Linked DNA regions of Zea mays: all the other regions are linked to region 2. A link is a contact called in public Hi-C data. All regions are on one chromosome and are shown on one strand. The core of a region is the stretch at or near the end of the contact, and the rest is flanking DNA. Distances in the headings are between cores, read along the strand shown.

Region 1 (4,798 bases), core at 1,162-3,661, 170 kb after region 2:
AGCAGAATCTGAGACAAGTTACTGCAGCCATAATTTTTATTTAATTCCTCATTTGAAGTTGATAAAACTAACCTCTTAAACTCAAACCATCCTATTCTTTCTGTTTAAGGCGATAATCATGTTCCAATCTATCCAAAGCATGCAATTCATGATATGATTCCTGAGTGCAAAAAAGTAGGAAAAAAAATAAGTAATGTGATGCTAATAACCAGAATAAGAAGGCCAAATTGGCCGATGACAAAAATACACAAATTCATCAATGGTGCTAGGGAAGTAGGGATTCCTTATCCAAATAATACAATTATACTTCTCCTAGCCACTTCAGAAAAAATATACGTAGATAGCATTTGGCGTCACTTTTGACTACTAATTCATGTGGCTTCGATACAGAAGCAGCCAAAATGGAATTGTATATTATGAAATAAGTAACTGGAAATCACATGAATAAAATCATTTTATTCTCAAGCAAGTTCAGATAGGCTAGCAAATAAGACATTGAAGCCAAACAAATCAGGCCATCCTTACAACTGTATTTTGAACACATGTAACCAGTTTTTGCATCACTGATTCTGCTTTTCCTTTCAGATAACTTCGTGGGGCTAGTTCGGATGCCAGCCTAATGGAATACAAACAGAAATAAAGTTAGTAGCCTAAAGTAAACGCGTCCACAAACTCAGGTACTGAGAAAAAAACTATACTTTTCAAAGTAGCGGTCCAAGTTATGCCACTGAGGATCCTTGCAATAGTTTCCAAAGCGAATGACCTCTTTTGTAAATACTTCTAACTCTTCCCTGATGGAATTAACTAATTAAGGTATTGTTTCAATATAAAAATAAAAGGCACACTACAGTTTTCCATACATTTTGAACAGGGTAACACGCACGACAAGCATGGATAAATTAGGCCATAATTACATGATAAGAAGTGAACACAAGCACAAACCTTTTGTCGGCAGCTGCCATCTTGAGCAGTTCATCAAAATCTTTGGATATAAAAAAAATGATTGGTAGGACGCACCTTCTGCATAACTCTGTACTGTACGCGATCAACAAACAAGAAAGAGCACCTCAACTTCGCAACGGAGAAGAGCGTCCCGTACCACAGCCAGAACCCAAAAATGACTCCAGCGATCACACGGTAGTACAACCCTGACAGTTTGTTCAACGAGAGGAACAACATATTGCTTAGCCCTGGAGGAATGGCTCCTGACAGTTTGTTCAACGAGAGGTCAAGTGACTCAAGAACGTTCAAGCTTCCGATGCTGCTAGGAATTCCACACGACAGACGGTTTCTCGACAGGTTCAGAAACTGGAGGCCTTGGAGATTGGTGAGCTCGTCAGGGATGCAATGCGACAAGGAGTTGCCCGACAGATCGATGCCTGTCATCAGCTCGAGTATCCTCTGGAACCTGAGCTTCTGCCCCTTCCAGATGATGTCGATCCGATCCTGGTAGATGGACCCGTCCAGCGATCCTGTGCTGGAGTTGATCTTGGGGTGCTTCATGGAAGCCAGGTCTCCCAGCTCTCTCAGGATCAGCCCCGTCAGTCCGTTGTGGGCTAGGTCCAGCAGCTGGAGCTGCGAGAGCTGCGACAGCTCCGGAGGGATCTGGCCGCTGAAGTTGTTCGAGCTGAGCCTAAGGATCTTCAGCGCCAGAACGAAGGTCCCGATCCAGCGATGGATGTCGACGTAGAACCTGTTGTTGTCGATGTCTACGGTGGGCGGGCGCGGTGGAGGAGCGGTGGCGGCGGCGCGCGCGGTAGAGGAGCGGGGGCTGGCGGGCGCACGGTGGGGCGGTGACGGCGGGCGCGGTGGCGCGCGGTGGAGGAGCGGTGGCGGCGGGGGCGCGGTGGAGGAGCGGGTTGGTGGCGGCGCGCGCGTAGGCGAGAAAGAAGAGAGACGCGTGGGTCGCTAGGGATTTAGGTTTTTGGGATAAGTTCGACGGTGTCCACGTGGCCCACGAACTTAATTTAAGAACGTGAGTACTCACGTCCCTAATACGATAAGTTCGACGGTTTTAGCTAGGACGCACGAATTTAAACTAAGAACGTCGGTACCCACGTTCTTAAATTAACTCATGAACTTAACTCAATTAAGAACGTCGGTACCCACGTTCTTAAATTAACCCACGAATATTTATTAGTTTCTTGTAGTGGAGTGAAAACCAGGCCAGGGGTCAGAGGGAGGGAGCGCCAGTGGGCGGGTGAGAGCGCGGCCCACCGCCACTTGGCGAAAAGCACAGCGCACGTGGCGCCTGCCCGAGCGCTCCGCTCCGTTATCCTCGGCGCGCAGGCAAATGACGGCCCCGCCCCTGGTGAAAAGCGCAAAAAGGGCACTCCCGCCTCCCGGGTCCCGCGCCGCGAGGTGGGCCCACTTCCGCCCGCCCTCATCCCCCTTCCACTTCCCCCCTCATCACGTCCTCTTCCAGTCTCCACTCTCCACGTGTTCCATCCCATTCTCCTCCCCGCGCCCCGTCCCCCTCGCCTCGCTTATCCCCCGGACCCGGCCGACCCCTGCTCTGCTCGACGTGTTGGCAAAACCTCCTCCTAGTCCTCTCGCAGAAGGAGCTTGTTTTCTTTACCGGCGCGGCAACAGCGAAAGCTTCTCGATCTCTCTCCCCGCTGCTCCGCCGCTGGGTACGGTGGTTCCGCGCCTCGGACGCGCCCGTGCGGGTTGGTTGGATCCGAGCTCTGTGCAGAAGCGCCGCCGCGACACGGTCGGTGAGCGCTCTTTCTGGCTGCTGTTTTCATCGCGAGCTTGGATTCAGACATTCGGTGCCGTCCATGCAAGGGGTAGACGGATTTGGGTGAGGAGTCTATTGCTTCTTCGATCGGGGATTGAGTGTTTGGTCTACCGTCCTTGTTTATTTAGCTCGTCGGTGTTCCAGGGAGTTCGACGTGTATGGGTGTAGTGTGTTGGGCTGACAAGTCTGAACTCTATTTTTTTTCCTTTCTTTCCTCTTTGCGGACACTTCACGTTTTTATTCCGTGTCGCGTAGACCGTACGCGAGTGGTTCGGTTTGTTTGATTTCGCCCTTGCGCAGGCGGCCTCAGCTGCTAAAGTCTTGATTAACCCCGTCTAATTGCTTGTATCTGCAGCCAGTTCATCTGGAAAGGGTTTTATCTGTTCTTTTACAAAGGTTGCTTTTGCCTACTGACGCGTGAATATCGAATAGTGATGATAGTATATTCGCGCTTTGCTTGTACGTGTCTGTACTCTGTTGTCCCTTCTGTTCAAAGCGGCAACTATTCATCTGCGTCGAAAGGGAATCCTTTTGCAGCGTGAATTTGACTGTTCTTGAGCGAAATTTGCCGCGTTTATTTGAGTGGCGCAGAGAGTCCGCTGGCTTCCAGCCTTCCACGAGTAGCCGGCAAGCGACCAGATAGAGGGAAAAAAGAGAGGGTTAGTGGTGCACTGGTGCTTAACACCTGTATTTGTTGTACCTGAAGTTTGGCATATGGCCACTTATTCTGTGCCACACTTACCGGTCATGTGCATGGAAAGCGTCCATTCGATATGCCAAGATATGAACATGCCACTTAAAATGATAACTTGGGACCAGGGAGCCATTTGCAATAGAGGTCGCAAAAAGTTTGGTTGCACTTCGTCCTATTTGTCTCTCACTCACTCAGTCACTCCTATGTGCTGATATGCTGTGCTAAGCTGGCATGAAAGACTCTTGACTTCTTCAGAGCATTGATGCCAATTGCAATAAAAGCGTTTGTTTGTCTCCAAGATGACTATTCATCACTCTATCTTTCGGTGGTACCAAATGCATTATGGTCACTCTATTTGAAGGTCTTTTGAATTTACTCTGCTTACCTCCCCCTTATGCTTTACAGAGATTATATGCTTTGCCAATAGCGTAGTCCCAAATTATGGAAGCCCCCTTAGATTACATGTCTGTACTTCTATTCTGAAACTTCTTGTAGTTATCTAATGCGCTGGCTGACAGATATAGGAAGAATATCTAAATCTCAAATTTTCTGTGAGGGCCTCAGGGGAAGCGTCCTATGTAGCTAAATGAGGGAGCGGTTCTGTGTTATCTATGGGTGACAATGAGCTCTAAATTTTACACTATAAGATTTAATGATCGGATCATATTAGGATCAGGCCCTACCATTTTGTGAAGAAGCATTTGGATTGTAATCCATTACCATCCCTAGTGTTATCATAAGACTGTCACTAGCTCGTGGCAGAGTGTATGTAGATGCATATTTTTGCTGATGTGGAACAGAATAGGTATCTGTTTGCATGGCCTGGGGAAAAGTTGCCAATTTTTCTCAATACTCAAATTTTGTCTCTATGCGAAACAGTCAGAAGTAACTATAGGTTTGCTGTATTGTTACTCATTGTTTACTTCTTAATGCTTGTATCACATAGAATTCCACTGGATCCAGCTGCTGAACGGGGTACCAGAAGGTGGATTTGGTAGTAGCACTGAACAGCGAGTGGAATTTCTCTAATACTGTCCAGGATCATGGTTCCTCTCTGTGGTTTCTGTGGGAAACAAAGGTCAATGATCTACTGCAGATCGGATGCGGCATCATTGTGCTTATCATGCGACCGTAGCGTTCATTCAGCTAATGCACTGTCTCGGCGTCATAGAAGGACCCTTCTTTGTGATCGTTGTGGTTTACAGCCTGCATCAGTCCGATGTCTTGAGGACAACACATCACTTTGCCAAAACTGTGATTGGAATGGGCATGATGCAGCATCAGGGGCTTCTGGGCATAAAAGGCAGGCCATAAACTGTTACTCAGGGTGCCCATCATCAGCAGAGCTTTCGAGAATCTGGTCA
Region 2 (4,343 bases), core at 1,482-3,981:
CAGGTACTGCTATCTGCCTTTTCGAGTGGACGTGAAGTTCCAAGGTACAAAAATGAATATATAAGAATAAGAATACAACAGCAATTCTATTATACTAATAATGTCTTGGAGTATATCTTAACATATGTGGTAGCACATACTGTTTAAGTGGCTAGTGTCTGGAAGATTCCTAAATCGTATGAAAGAGGGGTTATAGTCTAATAAGATTGAACCACAAAGATACATATTCACATTTGAGCTTTTAGAACAGATATACAGTGCCTAATGAATAGACTATTCATGTGATAAATTCTTTGAGTAAACTTAAGGTACCATTCAAATCAACAGAGTGCAGTTTTGCAAAATATTCAATGACAAAAGTAGTAAGCTTCGTACAAACCGTGCCATCCTTGGATCCGGAAGCCAGGCGGGTGCTCATCCATTGAGATATGGACAAATCAGTCACACCACCATCATGCTTACCAACTAAGCGGACACCATCAATAAGCTTTTCAAGATGACATTTTACAGGTCCTTCCACAGTAAAGTCTTTTCCTCTACCCACTTTAGTTGTGTCTATTCTTAAGACACAGTTCCCAATCCCAACAAAAAGAATCTCCTGCAGGATACAGGTTGAAGTCACTTTGTAGGTTGATGCGCAAAAAAAATATTGAGGGGTGTTATGTAAGGCTTTACTTGCTTATGTGAGTGCCAACATATCCTTGGATGGTAAGCTTCAGCTTCACCTACAATCTGGATGGCGATTTCAATCTTTCCAGTAATTTGTGGTTTGTTTTCCTCATCGGGCCCTTCATCTATCCTCCACACAAATATCCGCCCATCTACGCTCGCACTGTAGAAATCCGAAGCAAATTAGAACATGGAGACTGTAGTCTACTAAAAGTAATATGTATATACTAGAAGCAACAAGATAATTCCAAAATGCAATAGTAGATAACCAGATAATAGCCAGCAAACAGATCACTGGTTAGTGCAGTGGTAACTGAACACCCATCATTTTGTATTAGTACCTTGCCAAACGATGGACATCCTCAGCAAAGAAAGCCATGTCTGTCACCCTCTGCGGCAAACACAGAATGGCAACAGGATAGATCAAACAAATGCAGTCACGTGCTGAGTAAAATTAATGAATTCACAAGGGAAAACATGAGCACATAACCATGTTAAAAAACTAACAAAAATCAACATACAAAATCACTGATTTTACTTCAGTGCTTAGAATTGAACAACATGTCACACATCTCATCATCTGTGTTATTAAACCAATATTTATGTGGATGAGTTGTGTGCACGAGTAATTCACTGAGAAAATAATAACTACATATACAACTATTTTCTTCAAGCTCGCCTCACTAGATTAAAAACAATTGTGTATGTTGAACAAACTAAGTGTCCTCACAACACACATATACAACACTATTTCAGCTCTATTATACTAACACACAAGCAAACGGAAAAAATGAATCGAGCCTCCCTGTTAATCGGTTTGAAACGGTTAACTTATCAATCTCATAATGGAATCAAACAAGAAATGGACCCAAAAGGCCAAAACAGAAGTAACAATCTATAATATGAAGCCATATACGACACATGCAGTTGAGCATGGCACAAGAAACAAGATGTGCATCAATATGCTTAATTACAAACTGTGTGACTATCTCATGGCAACAGGTTCCTCTTCAAGATTTCACCACAACGCCATGCCACTTTTAACTCAGTCGGACTATGTACATAAGATGAAACTGTTGGCTGGTCATTAGTCTGAACATTTATACACAATACTAACCAACGACTATATCTATTAGGCCTAGTTTGGGTAATCTAGGAATGAGAGGGATTGGAGTGGATTGAGATGTATTGTAGGAGTTTTTGATCTATTTGAGATTTAAACACTCTTCAATCCAAGCGTATCCTTAACCTGCATGCGCATACCTGTGTGTGACCACGGAGGAGTGAACGGAGTGCGGTGTTGATGTTCAGCACACGGATGTTACCGAGCTTGAGGCCATACACGATGTACGTCCGGTTCACAGCGATCTGTCTGCCCAGCACGAGCCCGGGATCCGATGTGTACTTGGTAATCGGTGTTACCTCCAGCTGCGGTGGCTGCGCTTCCCCGGGCAGCCTCGAGTCAACATCGTGCACCGCTCGTTCCCCGGTGCCAAGTAACCGCCCCCTGGGCACCTTGCTGCTGGTGCTGCTCAGCATCCTGGCCGGCGGCGCGGATGGCATCGCTGGGAGCAACTGCAGTTGTGCGAATTCCGATGTGGGCGGGGGCATGGAGACGGCGGTCTCGAATTGTGTCGGCCCGGAGTTCCCGAGCAGCTGCATGAGGCGCGCGCCGGGGTTGGGGCCCGGGGCGACGGCGTTGGGGTTAGCGTTCGGGTTGGGGTTGAGGTTTGGGTTTGGCATGGGGAAGGAGACAACTGGGCGGGTCATGGCGTGGGGGTCCTGCGGGTAGTGGATGTAGGGTCCGCGGTGGAAGGGCGGGGTCACCGGAGGGTAGGAGTAGGGGCCGGATGGCGCCGGGCCTCCAGCGACGCCGGGGAAGATGGGGTTGGGGGTGGCGTTGGGCATGGGATTCGTTGGCCTGAAAAGCTTCCCGATCTCAAATGGTGTATTAGGATTAGGGTTAGGGTTTTCGCTCGGAGACGTCATGAGAAGCGGCCGGGAGAGGAAGGTGGCAATGGAGTAGATCTGAACTGGGGAAGAGAGGAAGACGAAGTGGACTGGAGGTGCCGTGGAAGGGGGTAAATTCAGTTGGAGTGGAGGTGCTTGTCATTTCGCGTTGCACCCTACCGTTATGGTCATTTTTTATTGGTTTTTTCACATACTATGCGCGATATCAAATTCGTATCTAAGATTTTAAATATACATAAATATTATGTATAAGTTAATATATAATACACAGTAAGTATAAAATGTTTGAAACGAAATTAAGAAAAAATAACACTTTTATACAATGTGATTGAGTTGTAAAATTTACCTGAATTTGTGTCATATCCAGCTACAGTCAGAACAACGATACCCAGTGGAATCAAGAGTTGTTGTTCTACCTATGGGGACAGATATCCCCGGGTCCACCGGAAGGGTAAAAAATCTCGCGAAAGACCCGTGGGCCCAATAATTCGCAAGGTCGTTCCTTCGTGGGCCTGGGGAGGAACGTTTAATGAAGCAGACCGACGCAAACCCAGACGGTCCGACGAGTTTGAACTGCGACCGCAACAGAGACCCGACCTTCCCGCGCAAGGGCCTCATACGTCGGAACCGAGCGGGGATAAGTCGGCTGGAATATAGGAAGATAGACTCAGTCAGTTCACTATTACTTAGGCACACGTTGTTATCATATCCGCATGTAACGCTCCACGGTCGAGTATATAAGGCTTAGGGGGCACCCCCTCAAAAGCATCTCACCACTTAGCCATCCACCCGGTTCTCTACGTTTTCGACACTAGAGAACCTCACTGTAACCTACCACATAAAGTACTCCCGCCAGGACGTAGGGTGTTACGCATCTCAAAGCGGCCCGAACCTATACAAAATTGTCCACTGCCTCTCGTGCATTAGCACGAACCATCGAGCTACAGTCGGTAACACCGTCCTACTCCAAAAAGCACCTCGAGGGACAACCCCGGGTGTGCAGCCGGACCCAAAACACCGACAGCTGGCGCGCCAGGTAGGGGGTGTGCACTGATCCAAGCTAGCTCAATGGCCGTCACTTTCCAGCACAAGATTGTCCTCCGCCCCGGGTCCGTGTTCTGCTTCGGAACCATTTCGTCCGTAGCAGATGAGGAAGGAACTCTGCATCGCATCGCGGATCCACCGGAGAGAAAGTCTTCCTCAAAAATCTTCGGGAAAATTGGAGCGAAGCAGGAAAAAGTGCAACCTCCAGCGCTCCGGGCAAAGACCACCTTCGGTAAGCTGGGAGCCGAGGGTCCGTCTACCCAGAGAACTCCGTTGTTCACCTCTCTGACGAAAAAATGGACACAAATCACAAGGAAAAAGGAAGTGAACAAGGTAAAGGATTGTCAAACTGCTCTTTTGGTGCCTCCGTCCTCAAAGGAGAATGGAAAGAAGCTCGTCACAGTGGCAGCTCCCTTCTACCCCGACGTCCTCTTCATCGGGAGAGTGGAGTCGCCCCCCCGTCTCCGACGACGAACCAACTGCGCCCGGGGAAGAACCTCCTCAGCGGGAATCCCGCCGACAAAGAAACCGACGCCGAAACATTCGACGACATCACGAGGCCGGGGAGCGGGACCCGGCGCAGCCCGTATCGCGAGACGAGATCTCGGAGATAGGAGAAACTCCAGAGGAACGGGTCTTCAGGGAAAGGAGGAATTCCC
Region 3 (4,741 bases), core at 1,396-3,895, 180 kb before region 2:
AGTACTAGGCTGAACACCGTTGAAAACACAACGGTTGCGGTGCTTCCAGAATCCAGATGGACAAGCTCCAAGAATGATTAGGGAATTCAGACCCTTGTGCAGCCCCTTATGGCCTTATATGCTGGGCCAACAGTCAAAGAGGTAACTCCTTCCCACCAATCTTCAAAGGAAGAATTCTCATGGCTAGGAGCAAGGTGCAGCTGTCCAACAGATCTCATAATCTGAAACCAAACTTCCCGAGAGAAAATGCAGGAGACTAACAAATGGTTCAAGGTCTCCTCCTCCTGATCACAAAGCAAACAGTTTGGAGGGTGAGGTAGCCCTTCTTTCGCTAGACGATCAGCTGTCCAGCAGCGACCGTGAGCCACAAGCCACATGAAGTTTCTGTTTACGAACAATATTGCAACAGCAAAAAATGCATTGGTGCATGATCGAGATAATTTGTTTGATGCGGCGATTGATAACACAAGTCAGAGCAACCTTCCTTCCACATATATTGCTAGGTATGCATCACATGACAATAGTGTTGCCATTCAGTAGGGACAAGCTTTTAGGTGCTTCCAGTGATAAAACAGCATGCAGAATTATTTGTAAGCTTCCTCTTGTTGGCAGTGAGATTCATGCCATGCTTACAAATTATGAGGAAAGTACAAGGGCAATGGGATCCAGGAGATATGCAGATGCATGGTGTGTCTGTTCTGGGCTTCTGGCATGTGCTTGAAAGGCACTACAAGATTGAGAGGGTAATTTCTGGTGGCAGTGGCATGAGAATGACACAGGAAGAGAATGAAGTTTGTTATCTCCCTATAAGATTGTAGTAGTTAAAAAGTGGTTCTTTTTGCAGGGTTTTCTACCTTTAAAAAGTTTCAAACTTGTGCACCTAAATCTTTTTTTTTTGAATAAAATGGCAGGAGCTCTGCCTATATATTAAGGGAGAAAGGTTTCGGAAAACAAGAGACGAGGTCCGAGGACCAGATACAAGACATCGCAGCACACACGGCGGGAGGAACGATCCCAGCAGACCCACACAGAGCAGCTAGCTGCAAAGGCGCATCAACATCTCAATTACACGATAGACATAGCCCTCCTAAAACTTAAAACATCCTCTTTGATCCTCAAGGCAACCTGGATAGGGGTTACGGAGCTGTTTTCGAAGATCCTCCTGTTTCTCTCCTTCCATAAGTTCCACATGGTGTATATCACGATGCCGTTGAAGTCGCGCTTTTGGGTTTTTGGGAGCAGGGAGGATGCTCCTTCCCACCAGTCCTTAATGTTAGAGAAGCGAGCAGGGTCCGTCAGGGCAGGGAGGGTCATACCTTCCCAAGCTAGAATCTGATCCCACACAGCACGGGCGAGAGGGCAATGCAAACAGAGTTGAAGGCCAGTCTCTAGGTGCCCATTGCAGAGGGAACAGTTCGGATGGTGTGGCCAGCCCCTAGTGGCAAGATTGTTCGCAGTGAGGAGCTTGTCTTGTAGAAGAATCCAAGCACACTAATTTTATTATTGTCAAGCTCTGAACATTGAAATTGGCTAAGCATCCGCTCTTAGTCCATCTCAGAGGAACAACTGCATCAGAATAGTCTGGGCAACCATGAAGATAAAGGTCTGTCAATGTACAACAAAGGAGTTGCCAGAGCTGCAGGGAGTTGAATGTGAAACAACTGAAAAAAGACAAATGGAGCAAAGTCAAGGCATAGCACTGAAGAACCACAGGTGTGGGATACCGGTGGTTTGCCATTTTTGCATGGAGTTGAGGTCAAGTCAATTTTTTATGGAAGGAAGAATGTGAGGAATCATCCTAGGTATGAGCTGGAGTTGCGCCATGAGCCATGTTGCCTACTGGCTCAAGCAACTGAAGGGCAACACCACAAGAAGAGAAGCTGCATCAGAAAGGATAACTCGATGAATTGAATACAGAGACATGTCCTCTTCATATTCCTCCTCCGGTTCCTTCTCCCTTGGTCTAGAGCTATATTCCTTCTACCCAATTCCGATTCACCATCCCTCTTCCAAGAGGTTGTGCAATCTAGTTTGTACCCAAACTGTTATGCCATCAATGTGAGGGGTGCGCCAGCACATAACTCCCAATCTCAGATCAAAATCACCCAAGCCACGAGCCAATCGCAGGTTGAGGTTGTCAAAGGAGAAAGCAAAAGATGAAACGTACTGTTCTTGGCCTGCAGTAAGCTCCTCCCTGTAGATCCGGCGCTCGGCTGGAAGACGCTATCTGCTCATGCAGAGCAAACAGAACCAGGCAGGCAACCAGCCCATCGCCATCAGCTACGAAACCGAAAAGCGAAACAGACAGCAAGAAACACCGGAGCAAACAAGTCGTACCGGACAGGAAAGGACCATTCGCCGCAGAGGTGAGCCCAGCCACTACGACGACCGAGAAGAGGGCCAAGAGCCCACGCCCCGCAGCCATCGCCATGCGCCGCCGCTGCTGAGACACCAGGAAGGCCGGCCTCGAGGGAATGTAGCTCGTGAGGCGGTCGGATCTAGGACTACGACAGTAGCGGTGGCGGTGGGACGCCGGGTGCAGAGACCGCCCACATGCGCGCCACGACGTCTTCGCTGGTGGTGTTTGCAAGCTCTAGCCTCCAACCCAAGTGTTGCAGGTTTACAGCTGGAGGAGTTAATTAGCGTCGCGGGGTGGAGTGGAGGCGCGGAGCAAACGCGGTTTGTTTGGTGATTCCCTGTTTCCTCTCCCGCTATGTGACGGTGGCGAGGTTGGCAGGGGGCAGGGCACGCTAGCTGTAGGCCTGTAGCTGGGCTGGAGGGAGACAGTGATGAGGATCATGGACGATCAAAGACGGTCATTTGCATTAGGTGCTCTTTTAAGCATATACCTTCACTGCTACTGTAATTACTGTAGTCTCTCTATCTCAAATTATCGTTCTATTTTATATACATGGTTTTAGCATAGTATATTTTCAAGTGTATAAAGTTATATCTCTGCAATGGAGTTGTGTTTGATAGAAGTGTTTAGAAAGAATCTATCCATACACCTGAACCGTGATTATGCCTTTTTTTTTCTTTTAGTGCTCTCAAAAGTTTTTTTTCCTCTTCTTTCTCTTTCTATTTTTGGTGACATCTTGTTGGTTTTAATTCTAGCCTATCATAACTTGTTTGGGACTAAAAGACTATGTTGATATTGATTATTATCATCTCTATGGTCTTCTTTCCTATGTCATTTTTAAGATTGTGGCAAAAAGATCGTGCATAGAGCAGACTGCATTATTTACCATTATTTACATAGTAGAGGTAGAGTTTGAAATAAGGTATGCAACGAGCAAGACTAATATAGATAGCCTAATGGCACTCACCCAACCTCCTCCCCCATTCCCCAGTTGTTGCTGGACATGGGCTAACAGAAAACGACTCGACCTCTCGCAACTGGCTATGGTCTATTTGAGAGCTCAGTTCCGTGCGTCTCCAATTAGCGGACAGCTCTTGACTCATGATGTAGACGAACATCATTCCTCATCAATCAAGCTAAGCTAGAGTCTAAATGCACACATACAAGCACTTGACCGTGTTCACTAAATTTTGGTTAGTTGCAAAGTTCTAAGAAATCCATGTTCAATCAGATGTTCATACAGTATCCACCAACCAAAAAAATCGATTGAATTCCGGGTGAAACTAAATGTTCTGAAAAAAGAAGGAAAAGAAAACGCACGGAGCATTGAGATACATACATCAGATCAGGAGGCTCAGCACTTAGAGGAGCATAACACAGACAGAATTCCCTTAGCTCTATAGATTCAGATTGGGCAGTATCTGGTGATTTTCCAGGACGCTGTTCATGACTATCTCTTCAGTTTATCACAAGTAAACTATATCTGTTGTTATTGAGGCTACCATGCCATGGCACTCATCTCTATAGTAGACTGAGAATAGTGAGAAAGATAATCGCAAAGGGCGGCCATCGGGCCATGTACAAGTACCAAGCGATCTAGTTCAATTCTGTCAGGCAGCAGACGTTAGTAAATAGCCCTTTTGTTTCTGTACATTGCAGGTAAGTGTATTATGTACAAAATTTCCTCCGCTGTACCAAAAAAAATGAAGAAAAAAAAAGTTAGCATGCACAAGTGTGACTATTACGAGATACATATGATGGTTCCAAATTCATATGTTCTATAATATCAGTATATCTAAGGCAGAAATAACTTAATCCATGCCAACCTGAACAGGATATTATGGATCCGAAGACGGGATAGTGTACTAACAATTGCATGATATGTCATGCTTACCCTAAGATCAGGCTCCGTTACTGCTTCCAAGGTTTCTGCCATCTGCATTTGTTTGATAACTGTTGCATGCAATACCTGGAAGAAAAGAAACAAAAAGACCACGTAGCTACATTGTATATCATTTGAAAAAAAAAACGACAAAAATGAGAAAAAGTAAATAAGTTTATCAGATCTAATGATAATAACTAGTATTATCAAATAATGAAAACAAGTTAACTGGCAAATCAAGAACAAATATCAAACAGATATCAGATGAACAGAAAATGGCTTTATTAATTAAATCAATAACAATGAGTGAACAGTACCACATGAATAATTACTACTCCCTCCACCCCATAAGGTTGTCTCTAGCAGCTTACCCGTCCTATCTCTCATCACATCTCCTATTTCAAATTGTTAGTCAGTTTTGGTACCCGTCCTATCTCTCATCACATCTCCTATTTCAAATTGTTAGTCAGTTTTGGTAAGCTAGAATCAGGGCTAGACAT

What was found. Hi-C and Micro-C count contacts between places; a contact is called where the count stands out from the background.
Region 1: a contact with region 2 is called in a Hi-C map of tassel, with 2.1 times the contacts expected there. The contact joins the promoter of LOC100193195 here to the promoter of LOC103654004 in region 2. A contact is called at or near these places in 3 of 25 Hi-C or Micro-C datasets (ear, leaf and tassel).
Region 3: a contact with region 2 is called in a Hi-C map of endosperm, with 2.0 times the contacts expected there. The contact joins the promoter of LOC100282585 here to the promoter of LOC103654004 in region 2. A contact is called at or near these places in 7 of 25 Hi-C or Micro-C datasets (bundle sheath, ear, endosperm and 3 more).

The regions. Positions count from the first base shown.
Region 1 is chr4:167,985,784-167,990,581 of Zm-B73-REFERENCE-NAM-5.0, reverse strand. It overlaps LOC100193195, which reads left to right and starts at 2,411. Exons shown (of 5, transcript NM_001138350.1): 1 at 2,411-2,717; 2 at 4,381-4,798. The coding sequence starts at 4,478.
Region 2 is chr4:168,158,817-168,163,159 of Zm-B73-REFERENCE-NAM-5.0, reverse strand. It overlaps LOC103654004 (enhancer of mRNA-decapping protein 4-like), which reads right to left and starts at 2,731. Exons shown (of 13, transcript NM_001351141.1): 1 at 1,933-2,731; 2 at 1,011-1,060; 3 at 676-832; 4 at 380-598. The coding sequence starts at 2,658.
Region 3 is chr4:168,342,779-168,347,519 of Zm-B73-REFERENCE-NAM-5.0, reverse strand. LOC100282585 reads right to left here and starts at 2,645. Exons shown (of 3, transcript NM_001291611.1): 1 at 2,338-2,645; 2 at 2,168-2,227. The coding sequence starts at 2,431.